Regions from separate parts of the Triticum aestivum genome. Here region 2 is linked to region 1. Evidence: chromatin contacts called from public Hi-C data. All regions are on one chromosome and are shown on one strand. The core of a region is the stretch at or near the end of the contact, and the rest is flanking DNA. Distances in the headings are between cores, read along the strand shown.

Region 1 (6,333 bases), core at 1,572-4,071:
TCGTTCCAACATTTTCTCCAATCTTTCGCCGTCACTTGGGTCCCATGAAAGCCACCATGGAGGCACCGTACACAGCCGGTGTCTGGCCCTCTCGCGGGCCACCGTCGTCCCCTTACCCAAAAACCAACCTTGATCCATGCAGTGCAGGGACCCTTCCCCTCCGACCGATGCATCAGGCGGCGATTCCACTCCGATGAGCGGTGGGGAAGCGAGTCGTTCTTTGCACTGAAGCATATACCTCTAGAGCTCATCGTTGTCGTCATGGGGACGATGTTGGAGACCCGGCCACACTGGTTGTAGACTAGTCCGGTTTCGTTTTTAGTTGAAAATGTGTCCAAAATGTAACCGTTTTTTGTCCAATTTGTATGAAATCCGGCCGAATTTGCATAAATTTCATCTGGTTTGTTGAAAAAAGTTTGCAATGTATGCGGCTAGCATTGGATGGCAGACTCTCGCATCCGTGTCTGAACTGGCCCCCCTGTCCGCGGATGGGTGCGATAGGAAATTTGCGGGTCGCCGTTGGAGACGGCCTTAGTTCCACATAGGGCTCCTCTGATTCAGAGGACTTTCATAGGTATTTCAGAGGATTAGATTCTTTAGGGATTTTTCATATGTTGATTGTTCGATTCCTCTAGAACCTTTTTCTAAGAATTCTTTTGCACTACATTCCATAAGGAATTTTAGCATCCCCTCAAACCTTTGGGAATTCTTTGTTTTTCTAATGATGCAACCAAACAAAACAAAATGTGAAAATAATGTAGGATCCAATTGAGCATGACATTGCAATCATATACTAGCTAAACAAAGAGGCATTTACCAGCAATGGCAACCCATGCATTCAGGCCTCATTTGGTTTACAATAATTTTTAGGAATCTATTAGATAATTTTTTGGAGTAATATCCTACAGGATGATTTTCTTTTGAGCCTTTTTTGACACCTTTGAGCCTTTTTTTGACACTTTGCGACATTTGGTTTGTAAGAATGAATTTCTATTTCTATGTAGGATTGGTTCGTGCCTTCACATTTTGAAGGAAAGACAAACATTAGCTCAGACCTAACGAGAAGAAACCTATCTCATCCTACGAATCAAATGACACTCTTTTTCTATGGAAATTGAAGTACATGTCATCTTATTTTCTAAGTTTTTTCATTCCTATTTCTATCCTGTGAACAAAGAGTCCTCGCCTCATCCAGCGCTTTACCATCGTTTTCGTGGATCGTCGACATTGCACGAGCTAGTTGGAATAGGAGGCAGGGACTAGAGTGCCACGGCGTTTTGCGCCCTCACATGCACATCGTCCCAAACCCAAAGCAACCAAAACCACGTCCTCGCGCTGTGGAAACCCATGGCTGCTGAATTTCGTGGCCGATGCGATACGAGCAGAAAGCAAAAGGAAATCAGCGTATCTTGATGCGACCCTGCGCAATCAGTCACGTGGGAGCGCGCGTCGACGCTTTAACCATTCTTATTTTCTTTGGCCGTAGGGCACTTGCCTAGCTGGCTGGCTAGGCAGCCTACGCGGCCGAGCCAAAGGTGAACCAGCGTGGAAGAACAGTACACCGTACCCGTGGGTGAGCATACACGCCTTTGATTTTACTACAGCCAGCACCGGCACCGGTATCTCGAGGACATCTGTTCGCTACAGTACTAGCGGTGCGCTTTTCAGACGCATTTTAATATCTGAAGATTTGTGCAGCACGTACTTTGGTAAATGCCGGATCAGAAAGCTCGTGTGGTGTGGTGTACTTTAGGCGGGGTGTCGTAGCAGTGTTGATTGGAAATTTGGAATGGTGCTGCTGCAGTGTAGATTCTCACCATCTGCATGCATACTCGAGCGGCGCTGGGATTGAGAGTGCACCCTCAAAAGCCGGTCAAGATACGGAAGGGGATCGTCTTTCTTTTGGCTCGGCGTTGATCCTCCATCTCCCCCTCAAAGCTTCTACAGATTGGCTCTTCTTCTTCCAGCTATGCACTGCTAGCTTTAAGAATTCCGCTCCAAAGCTCGCCGCACATGGGACGCAGGATGAAATATGGGTCACTTTTCCTCCTAGTAGAATTTGGATCGACAAAGCGCAGAGCAGGGAGGGTGGATGGCTTAGGGTGCGTTTGGTTACAAGGGTGGTCATGAATGGGTTGGGATCGTTCAAAAAATAGACATGTTTGGTTATAAAGCACATGAATGGTTCAAGTCAAAAAAAGAGAATATGCCTTGAAGATGTTGAACCGTTCCACCCAATCAAATCGGTCGAATCAAATGGCCACGCTTTGCATGCATGACTATGTGAGCATGACTGGTGGTCCCGTCCTAAATAATTAGCTCATCTCTTATATTCAGCCAAACGCATGAATTGAATGGTTCAATCCCAAATAATTTGGACGGTCCCAACCCATTCATATGACACCTTCAACCAAACGCATCCTTACCTGTTCGATCTCCACATTCATTTAGTTGGGTAGTAGTAGTACCACGAGACTTGAGTCTATGCTGCATATGCGTACTGGCTGAAGTGAAATCCGGCCGATCTTTGGGCGGCCACGCGATCCACTAAGTCTGACAGGGAAATTAAGAGGCCGCCGGCCCGCGACGGCGAGTGCATGAGTCGTGACGCGCCTCCGGATTTGTTTATTCTTGGGCGGCCCCAGCGGTCGTGCTCGGTTCCCGCGGCAGACATGTTGGAGTCTCTCTCCTATCCTCCTCGGTCTCCTCCATTTCTCACTTTTGTCCCGCCCAAATTCCACCACCACCTCTCCCTCCTCCCCGGCTCCCACTATAAATACCGCCTGCTCACACCACAACGCCTCACACCTCCTCTCGTCCCTTCCGCATCCTCCCCTGCAAGTACATATCAGCTACTCGATCGTAAGGAGACCAAAGAATCGATAGAGAGATAGACAGAGGATAGATAGTGGCAATGGCGCGGTGCTTGGTTTTCATGGTGTTCCAGATATACTGCCTCATCTCGACCGTGGGCCTGCCGCTGGAGCCCGCGGAGCTGCTGCAGCTGGGCGGCGACGTGGGCGGCGGCCGCCTCAGCACCGACCCGGCCGACGTCCTGGAGGCGTCGCGCGACTTCGGCGGGTTCACCCGGGGCGAGCCCTTGGCGGTGTACCACCCCAGCGGCGTGGGCGACGTCGCGGCGATGGTCCGGGCGGCGTACGGGTCTGCCCGCGACATCCGCGTGTCGGCGCGCGGCCACGGCCATTCCATCAGCGGGCAGGCGCAGGTGCCCGGCGGCGTGGTCGTGGACATGAGCCGCGGGGGCAAGGCGCCGTCGCGCGCATTGCCGGTGTACTCGCCGGAGCTGGGCGGGCACTACGTGGACGTGTGGGGCGGCGAGCTGTGGATCGACGTGCTCAACTGGACGCTGTCGCACGGCGGGCTGGCGCCGCGGTCGTGGACGGACTACCTCTACCTGTCCGTGGGCGGCACCCTCTCCAACGCCGGCATCAGCGGCCAGGCGTTCCACCACGGGCCCCAGATCAGCAATGTCTACGAGCTCGACGTCGTAACCGGTACGTACAGTACACACATGAGCCCATCCATCAGCGAGCCCATCCGACCTCGTCCGGCATGCACGCGCGCCGGCGTTCTCTTCTCATGCGTGCGTGGTCACTGATCTGCTTGCAGGGAAGGGCGAGGCGGTGACCTGCTCGGAGGCGAAGAACCCGGAGCTCTTCTTCGGCGCGCTGGGCGGGCTGGGGCAGCTCGGGATCATCACGCGCGCTCGCATCGCCCTCGAGCCTGCTCCCCGCAAGGTAGCACCAGCACCCATGCCGGCGCCCTCACCTCCCCATACGCACGCATCAATCCTTTCTCTCTTTCTTTCTTTATGCCTGTCACTCTCCTCCTCGCCATTCTTTGTTTAATAATCCGTTCGTTCATTCGTTAACCCACCTGGTCTGCAAGACGAAGACCAGGGAATATCTCGTGCGCCTTATCCCACTTTGGACCTCGCTCGCCCCCGCGTGACGAGGCGGAGGGGACGCGATATGTCGCCGCCCGGCGGGGGAGCTCGACGCCAGCCGTGCAAGTGGCGGGCGCGCCGCCCTCAGCGCGGGCGGGCGACATCCATTTCCATTGTTAGGTGGAGACGGAATTACCGCACGTACGTTAGCGAACCGATAAGATACCGATAAGACCAACCGAACGTGTTTCTAATTATAGCCGGCCGATCCGTTTCACGGGGCTCGAGCACACTCTGTGCGACACGTATGCTAACTGCTTTCAGCTCATGACACGTATGCCGATTGCTGTCCGCGTCAACAAGCAGTTTTTTGCACTAGCAGCAGTCTTTTCGTCCGTTACTTATTAGCGTTAAATTAAAAAAAAGTCCACCCAATGGAAAAAGTCTTCGTCGAAATTAAAATATTAGCCTGTGCGTCTGGTCGATCAGGTGGTCCAGCCGCCCAGGTTGGTTGGCATCGATCGGTCGATCAATCGACCAACTTGCCTTGCTGACCAATTTGGTGGGTCTTCTACCGAGTACGTGTTTTGTTTAGCTCACGCGATCTTTCGCAAGATTCTATTCTTTCCCGGCAGCTTAATTAGCTGACTATTTCCACGATAATAAACGGAGCTGTGATCTAAGCTGATTCAGCAGCCTCATCAGGCTTGGCCTTGCTAATCAATTTTCTAATCATGTGCACGGTTGTACGTACATACAGGTTCGCTGGATCCGGGCGCTCTACTCCAACTTCACCGAGTTCACGGCGGACCAGGAGCGGCTCATCTCCCAGTCGCAGCACGGCGGCGGCCGCCGGTTCGACTACGTGGAGGGCTTCGTGGTCGCCGCCGAGGGCCTCATCAACAACTGGAGGTCGTCCTTCTTCTCGCCGCAGAACCCGGTGAAGCTCAGCTCGCTCAAGCACCACACCGGCGTGCTCTACTGCCTCGAGGTCACCAAGAACTACGACGACTCAACCGCCGCGACCGTTGATCAGGTCCGTCCATCCCTCCGTCGGCGCCGCCTCTCTCCATCGTCCCCATTAATACCGCATCCTCTCCTGGCCGTCCCATTTGTTTATGACGGTATTTCTTAATTAATTCCTGGCTTAGTTATGTACTGCTGCTGATCGGGGCCCTGGCTAGCCAATCATTGGGATATGTTATTTCGCATTTTGGAGTAGGTAGCACTAGTATAACCATGTTGATTAGTATATGATGGCACCCACATGCAGAGCACACTCGATCTGTAGATCTTCCCTTACGCACCACTAGATCTCAATTCCGTTAGCGATCGAGCACGCACTAATTTTATCGACTACTACTTTGCTTGATTTAATTATATGTATGTATCGATGTAGTGCACGAATTGAATTGCCAAGTCTGTGCTGTGCTGCTGCTGAAAAAAAAAGAGAGAGAAAAGAAAATAGTCTAAATGGTAATTATGTTCGCAGGAGGTTGACGCGCTGCTGGGCGACCTGAGCTTCCTCCCCGGCACGGTGTTCACAACGGACCTGCCGTACGTGGACTTCCTGGACCGGGTGCACACGGCGGAGCTGAAGCTGCGCGGCAAGGGCATGTGGGAGGTGCCGCACCCGTGGCTGAACCTGTTCGTGCCGGCGTCGCGCATCGCCGACTTCGACCGCGGCGTCTTCCACGGCATCCTCGGCAGCCGCACCTCCGGCGGGCCCATCCTCATCTACCCCATGAACAAGCACAAGTAAGCTCGCAAGTCAACCTACCCTTCAGTTTGCTGCCCAAGTCAACCTAGCTACTCCTACATGCATCGTCTGTCCTGTCTAGCTGTTTCTGGGTGCTCTAGTTGACCAGTAGGACGCACAACCAGCGCCCATCACCGCCCCGGCAGATGCAGGGCGGCTCATCACCGCCCACTCTTGCGCGCCTGCATGATCCACCTCCCGCCCGCCAAACCGCACATGCCAGCCAGAGACACGCGCACGCGCACGATCCCGTCTCAGGGGCGGGCGGGCGCCGCCCTTGGAAGCCGATCGATCATCGGCCTCACATGCGACGCGACGCGACGCAACACTGCGCAGGTGGTGTCCACTCATTGAGCGTCACCATGATTGGTGCCACGCACGCAGCGCCAGTAGTCTATTAGCATGTCGCTGCCGCCTAATTAGTTTCCGGATTGCCATCACCTTCGCCCGGGATCCGGTGACCGGTGAATGGCCGCGGACATATCGCGCACTGGGGTGACAGGGTCTGTTCTGAATTTTATAAAACCAACCGAGTGGCGCCGTGACGCGCCGTGCCCGAGATTAACCGGACACCGCTTCCCGGCCCGCGCCGACCGGTTATTTTAAGCCGGCGTCGCCGCGTCTTTCCGCGGCACAGTCAGAATTTGGTTTCCTCTGCCGCCTTTGT
Region 2 (6,333 bases), core at 2,464-4,963, 350 kb before region 1:
CAACTAAGATCGCAAAAGGCGCGCAAGCAAGCTAATCAGCAGAAATCCACTTATAATACCCGCTTAGAAACTAGCAAGGACATTAAGAAGGAACCCAAATTCGTCTCAGAGCACACAGCTTCATATGCTCGATGAGATTCAGGTGCGAGCTACCCAAGCAAGTGGAGTGTTAAAAGTTGGAGCTTTGTTTGACCTGTACTTTTTTGCACGTTGTTGGTGCATTGATTAGCAGATGGTCCTACGTACAACAGTGACGCATTGTGCATTTGCTCGCTAGTTGTGGCTTGTTCCGTAGCGCTGGCTGGCTGGCATCACATACTAGTACTTCCTCCGTTCGGAATTACTTGTCGCGAAAATGGATGTATCTAGACGTAAATACATACATTTTCGCGACAAGTAATTCAAAACGGAGGGAGTAATGACATGAGCTGGCCCGGCCGTCCGAAGAGATCTCGGTTCCAGGCTTCCAGGTATGTGTGGCAAGTACACTCATTTAGGTTTCCCACGAGAGTACAATATTGAGTTGTTGGACTCCGCAATAATTTCGTAGTCCCAGCTGCAAACCTCCGTGCCGCCATTCGAATCGAATCCATGCACTCATAAAGCTCTTGGTGGATATAAAGAAAACTAGGGTACTCCCCTGCTGTATTCCAATCGAAAATACGGAGTAGTATATAGAGTGTGTGCGAGGGATCGATGCACCTGTGGCGGCACTACTCTTTTGGAAGAACACAATGGCGGCGGTATATATATACCTACCAAAGGAAATATTTATATATATACAACGGAGGAAGTCGTTTTCTTGGGCTTAGACTTTGTCTTATTTCTTGGTTCCGCGGGGAGCAAGGTGTTCCCTCCCTCCCACCCTAGCTGAGCAAACCATGCACCTGGAGCCGTAGAAAGATAGACGAGGCGCCAGTACAGTCATGCAACACCGAGAGAGCTATCTAGAGGGCCGGGTCTACGACTACGATGGAGCTTTTAAATTAGGTAACGCGAGGCACTGGCCAACCAAATCTCGCATTCATGGCATATCCCGCCCAAGATCTCCCAGAAAACGATTGAAGTGCGTACCGTCACAAAATTACCGCCATAGGATTCTCTCAGAAAAAAGAGAACGAGGATCAGCGTTTGTCTTGTCCAGGTAGCTTTCCGGTTTAAAATGCATGCTTAAAAGTACTGCAGCAACCGTCACCATGCAAATGGCCACCCCATGCTCTCCCTGCAGTGATTTTCATCAGACAGTGGCGACTTTGTCCATGTGGCTGGAGCCGGGATATGGAGCTGCATGCGCGTGCTGTTTAATGCGTGGAGCGGACGTGCCGCCATCACTGTCCGGCAAGCACCGATCGAGGGGACTGTGTGTCTGGTTGGCTGGCCGGGTCATCGTCGCAGGGTTTACTACGTACACACATCTCTCAGAGCCTCAGACTGATAGTGTACGTCTTGATTTTTTAGACATTTTGTGTGGTTTAAGCCTTGCATCCATTGCTAGCCGCGCATGAACACACATGCATGAAGCATGCATGATCACTCCTGAATAAAAATTGATCAGGATAGCACGGTGAAGTTTCTATCCGACAGCATACGCGGAGCGGAAAATGACGTGTCCTCTTGCGTATATGTAATCAAGGCGGCTGGACAAGGTAGCAGCGATCGATGGTGGAGACCGTGACGTGCAAGTTGGAGCAAGAGACCAAAGCAGACGTGACATGGTGAAATCAGGGAACCCGATCTCGCGACACCCTTGGTACGCAGCGTGACGCGGATGCGATCGCCATGCATGCACCCGGCCCGCCAAAACTGCTCGTCTCACCCCCTGGATCTCGCCGTTGGAACGCACGGGGCGTGCGGTTTCTGGCCATACACGTACGCACGCACGCGCGTGACGTCCCTTGCCGGAGCGTTTCGGCAAGAGATCGACCGGCGCACCGACGACGTCACATGTGCACCCTTGTTCTGCAGGCCGAGATGCAATCCTGATGACATACTAGGTCGGAAATATTCATCCACATACGTAAGGTGACATGTCACATGTGTGTCTCTTATCTTTATCCATGCATCCTTGCTGAGGCAATTGTTACGTACGACCATCGTCCATGCATGCATGGCACCGCGCGCACGGCCGATGAAACTCGTGCGTGCATTAGGCCGCCGGCCGGTCTTGCTTCTGCCACAAGGTTGCTATAGTAGCTGCGACGATTTTAATTAAGAGTGAAGATGACCATTTAACCGATCGAATCCAATGCGCATGGCTTCCCATTGGCTACGCCGTGGAAAACGTACGTACCGCGAGGGACCGTTTCGTGTTCCACATGCATTGCACGGGCACCGAACCTCGCCGTCCGGCCGGATCTCGCACGATCTGTCTGCGACCCCCCCGGACGTCCTGGTCATCGTTGTAGTGATCAAACACGTAATGGATGTACGTACCGCCATAATTGTTTTGACAACTCAAGCAGACATTTTTTCCACCAAGGCGGCGGTGCGAGGCAGTCAGATGAACGGATTCATCATCACCTACAAAATGCGACGAATGTGTTTCAAATACTACTCCTACTCTATCTGTATGGTACTGAGTGGTAAGGACCATGGTTTTGGGTACCGGGCGGAATATTCGGATACCGCCCGGTATCCGCGTTTCTCGCCACCCCACGAGAAAAGTATGTACCAAGCGAAAATATTTGAAGTTTTTCGAATTTAAACTCTGATAGTTAGGTTAGTTACATTTGGAACTTTATAAGAACATTCAGGGAGCAGTGGCGTAGTGGTAAACGCGACATTACTTATTCTCCCTGTGGTCTCGGCTTCGAGTGTCATGGTTCTCTTTTTCTTTTCATTATTTTTATGATAAAAAGGAAGGTGCAGTTAAAAATACATGGGACTGGAGTGATTCGATTTTGCAACCTCAAGGCACGAGAAGGTCATATACGAGCTAACCACTACGCCAGAAGGTGGATTGCTGACAAAAACGAGTCCAGATCCAATCTATACGTCATTCAACGTTTTGAATTCAAAATTGATATTTAAATTCCGTTTGAAATTTTTCCGGGATTTCGCGGTTACCGCTGTAACCGGGAATTTCGGTGCCCCACGAGAAAAAAGGTGCACTCGAAATCCAAATCCTTGGCAAGGACATAACTAACTATCACGCTCGTTGCACACCAAATTTTGTACTGCATCTTTGTGCTGTTTCGAAAATTCATGCTACCTAAAAAAAATCATGTTGTAGTTGTACTCTTCTGTGAAACCGTTCCACGAATTCAACATGACAGAGGCCGCAAGTTGCAAATCAACCCATGGTTGAATGTTAGAAGGATTGTGGTATCCGAGCCCATCTGGGTTTAAGTTCTGATGCTCGCATTATTCTGGATTAATTTCAGGATTTTTGATGATGCGCGTCAGTAGGAGGAGAAATTCTCGTCGGCCACGATACGTCTGTGATGACTTCATCAATCTCCCATGATATGTCGACTTAGTCTCTCCAAGGTACTCGTAGAGTTAAGATGTGCGTGTGTGTTCATAAAGATAAATGTATGTACGTATATATGAGCATACGTGTTTGTACCATGTTTAAAAAAATCGCGAGCTGGCGGGTGGCGGCAACGACGCGAGGTCATTAAACTCGGCGCCAGACGTATACCTACCTACGCCGCTCGGCACGGCACGGGAGCGGGGGCGTCGGCACATCACTAGCAAGCGAGGAATTCTCCGATCGAATCGCGCAGGGGATCCCGATGGATGGCGTATCCGGGGGATCCGGTCGCGCTCGCCACGCAAACGCCCCGATCTTGGTTTGGACCACACGAGCGTGGTCGGACCGCTGGGTGGGTCAGCTTGTCAACCGCATGCATGCATATGTGTTCGTCTGCTGCTGGTCTGATGGCCGATCGGGTGGTCCAAACCCAGCATCACAATAACTAGTTCGTGTGGTAGCTCTGCACTTGCGGGGATGGAATGTGACCGATTTCTTTTGCGGGAACACGGCAATTAATGGCTTGCTTGTGCTGTCTGATCGCCATGTTTTACTTGTGTCTTTGATGCTGGCTTCCGGGCTGATGCTCCCTCACTTACTATAACCAACCTCACCGACACGACACGGATGAAGAAAAAGAATCCCTAATTGAAGAGTAAGTTAGGAATTATAATGGCCAACAACAACCCTACCTATTTTAAGTACTCAAATATTGCCTCTATCCCAAAGAGTTTGTCTTAGATTTATCTAATACCGAGTTTGTGGAAGGCCGTCATGGCTAGGTATGACAAATCAAACCACACTATTAAAATCAAACCACATTTACATCGTCCGCTAAAAAAAAGACCATTAAGCTCAAAGGTGAATCCATATCTAGACAAATCTGAGACAAGCTTTCTGGAACAGAGTAAGTATAAAACAATTTCGATGTAATTATTAATCTAGCTAGCGTCTTGTAGATATTGTGTAAGTAGATATGTGTGGCAAGTTATCGAAGGATAAATCATTTTCATTGCGTAAATCAGAGTAGCACATCTTTTTACAGTCATATTTGAAGGTTCAACAATATGTTGTGAGAGCAAGACATGATGAAATCAGCATAACCATTGCTTCAACAGTTTGTTGTGAGAGTTAACACATAATACAATCATACCAAGTGTAAATTTTTTACTATCTTACGACTATTTATCAAGTTCAGTTTTGTTCCATGAACTCTAAATCAGATAATTGATCCTTGACTTCCAGCGTCGGGGTATGTGCCCTTAATCTTAGTGTCGTGGTGATCTCACGACAGATGCCATATGATGGGTAAAAATGAGGGGCACTACGGGAAACAGATAATTTGCCGTCTGTGAATCACAGACGGCAAAGACCTAAATCCAGACGGCAAAGATTTTGCCGTCAGAAAGCAGACGGCAAACTCAGTCGGCAAAGATAAGTCGGCAAAGACTCTTTGCCGTTTACAATAAAAAACGCAGACGGCAAAATACATTTTTGCCGTTAGTCATTCTTTGCCGTCAGCAGCTGACGGCAAATGTGCTCTTTGCCGTCTGGCCCGATGAAAAGCTGACGGCAAAGATGCCTACTGACGGCAAACTAGCTGTTTCCCGTAGTGGGGCTACGTGAGGACATCGGTGGGTCCCAGAGGCGAGGTTGGCGCGCACTAGTGTGTGCCGAGATGTACCCAGGTTCGGGGCCCTCTATGGGAGGTAACACCCCTAGTCATGCTGAATGGATGATATGCACTAGGTTACAGAGTTGCTCCTGGAGCTGTTTTGGGTGGAGGAGGAAGAAGGGCTAGGCCTCAGTCTTGCCTCTCCGGTGGGTGTGAGTGTGCGTGTGTGTGTCCTATTGATCGGGTGACCCCTTGCATGGAGGGGCACCGGAGGGCCTTATAGGCTAGCCCCTGGGGTTACAATAGTAATGTTATATGGGCGCGGGGCCCTAGTGTCAGCGTGTGGGAGTCGGCGGTGGGGGCCGCCAGGTTCTCGGGTGCGGGTCTAGCCGAGTCCGCAGGGCACGGGGCCGGTTGGCGGCATGGCAGTGTGGCATGCCTCGTCCCACATTACGGGGGCAGCTGTCACCGCCTAGCTACAGCCTACAGGGTTGCGCAGCCTAGACACCGCCCGCCTCGGGCGGGGGTGCAGGGCGCGCTGTAGCCACGCCCGCCTGGGCCGACGTAAAGGAGGAGCACTGTAGCCATGCTTGCTTGTTGTTGCGAGTTGTCTTATTATGGCCAGCCGACACGCGCTAGCCGGCTGGGCCAGGTGGCCGCACCCGGCCGGCTCGCGCTGGTGAGCCGGCAGGTGGGCCAACCGGATTGAGGGGCCTGGCTTGTCCCGATGTTTTAAAAGGGAACCGAGTTCTGTTGCTTGCCCGGGGGGCATCCCCCGACAGTAGTTCCTGACGCTGTGAAGGTTCGCCGGCTCTAAGCAGGGGGCCTTCGTAGCTTACCCCCCCCTGACGAGGCGGTTTTGTTGGAGAGGAATGCTACCACGGCCGGGTGGTGCCTGACACCCAGGCGCCGACTTTGAGGTCGCGGGTTCCGGCAACACCCACTGGATGTTGGCTTCTGGAAGCCGGATCATGGCACCCCGACTTGGGTGGGAAACTAAAGCGTCCGCCGCCCGGTCTTGGTTCGTATGACAGTTCACGCCCGCCACGGCACAACGGGCCGCCACGTGGCGACGTGCGGCGGATGAGGCCCTGCCAGGGCACACGCATGATGGGACGCATCAGCGGGATCGGGCCCTACCACACCGCGCCCTCGGCCCACGCACGTGGGATTTATTGCGGTGGCACTGGAGGGTTGCGTTCCCCGACATAGTTAATGCACGCAGGGAACATGCCCTCATAGC

Evidence for each region. Hi-C and Micro-C count contacts between places; a contact is called where the count stands out from the background.
Region 2: a Hi-C map of leaf shows a contact between it and region 1, with 5 times the contacts expected there. The contact joins the enhancer-like site here to the promoter of LOC123070964 in region 1. A contact is called at or near these places in 2 of 5 Hi-C or Micro-C datasets (both in leaf) and 1 of 1 datasets of contacts at active chromatin or transcription factors (leaf).

The regions. Positions count from the first base shown.
Region 1 is chr3B:569,350,070-569,356,402 of IWGSC CS RefSeq v2.1, reverse strand. LOC123070964 (cytokinin dehydrogenase 5) reads left to right here and starts at 2,821. Exons shown (of 5, transcript XM_044494402.1): 1 at 2,821-3,515; 2 at 3,631-3,758; 3 at 4,668-4,943; 4 at 5,400-5,665. The coding sequence starts at 2,915.
Region 2 is chr3B:569,703,566-569,709,898 of IWGSC CS RefSeq v2.1, reverse strand. No RefSeq gene overlaps it. Among protein-coding and RNA genes, the nearest start is that of LOC123065753, 170 kb to the left of the region's middle. Within about 2 kb of position 3,713, at least 3 of the 8 cell types and tissues checked have an H3K27ac peak or open chromatin away from gene starts, as enhancers often do. A contact at or near this core is called in leaf, where this site is marked.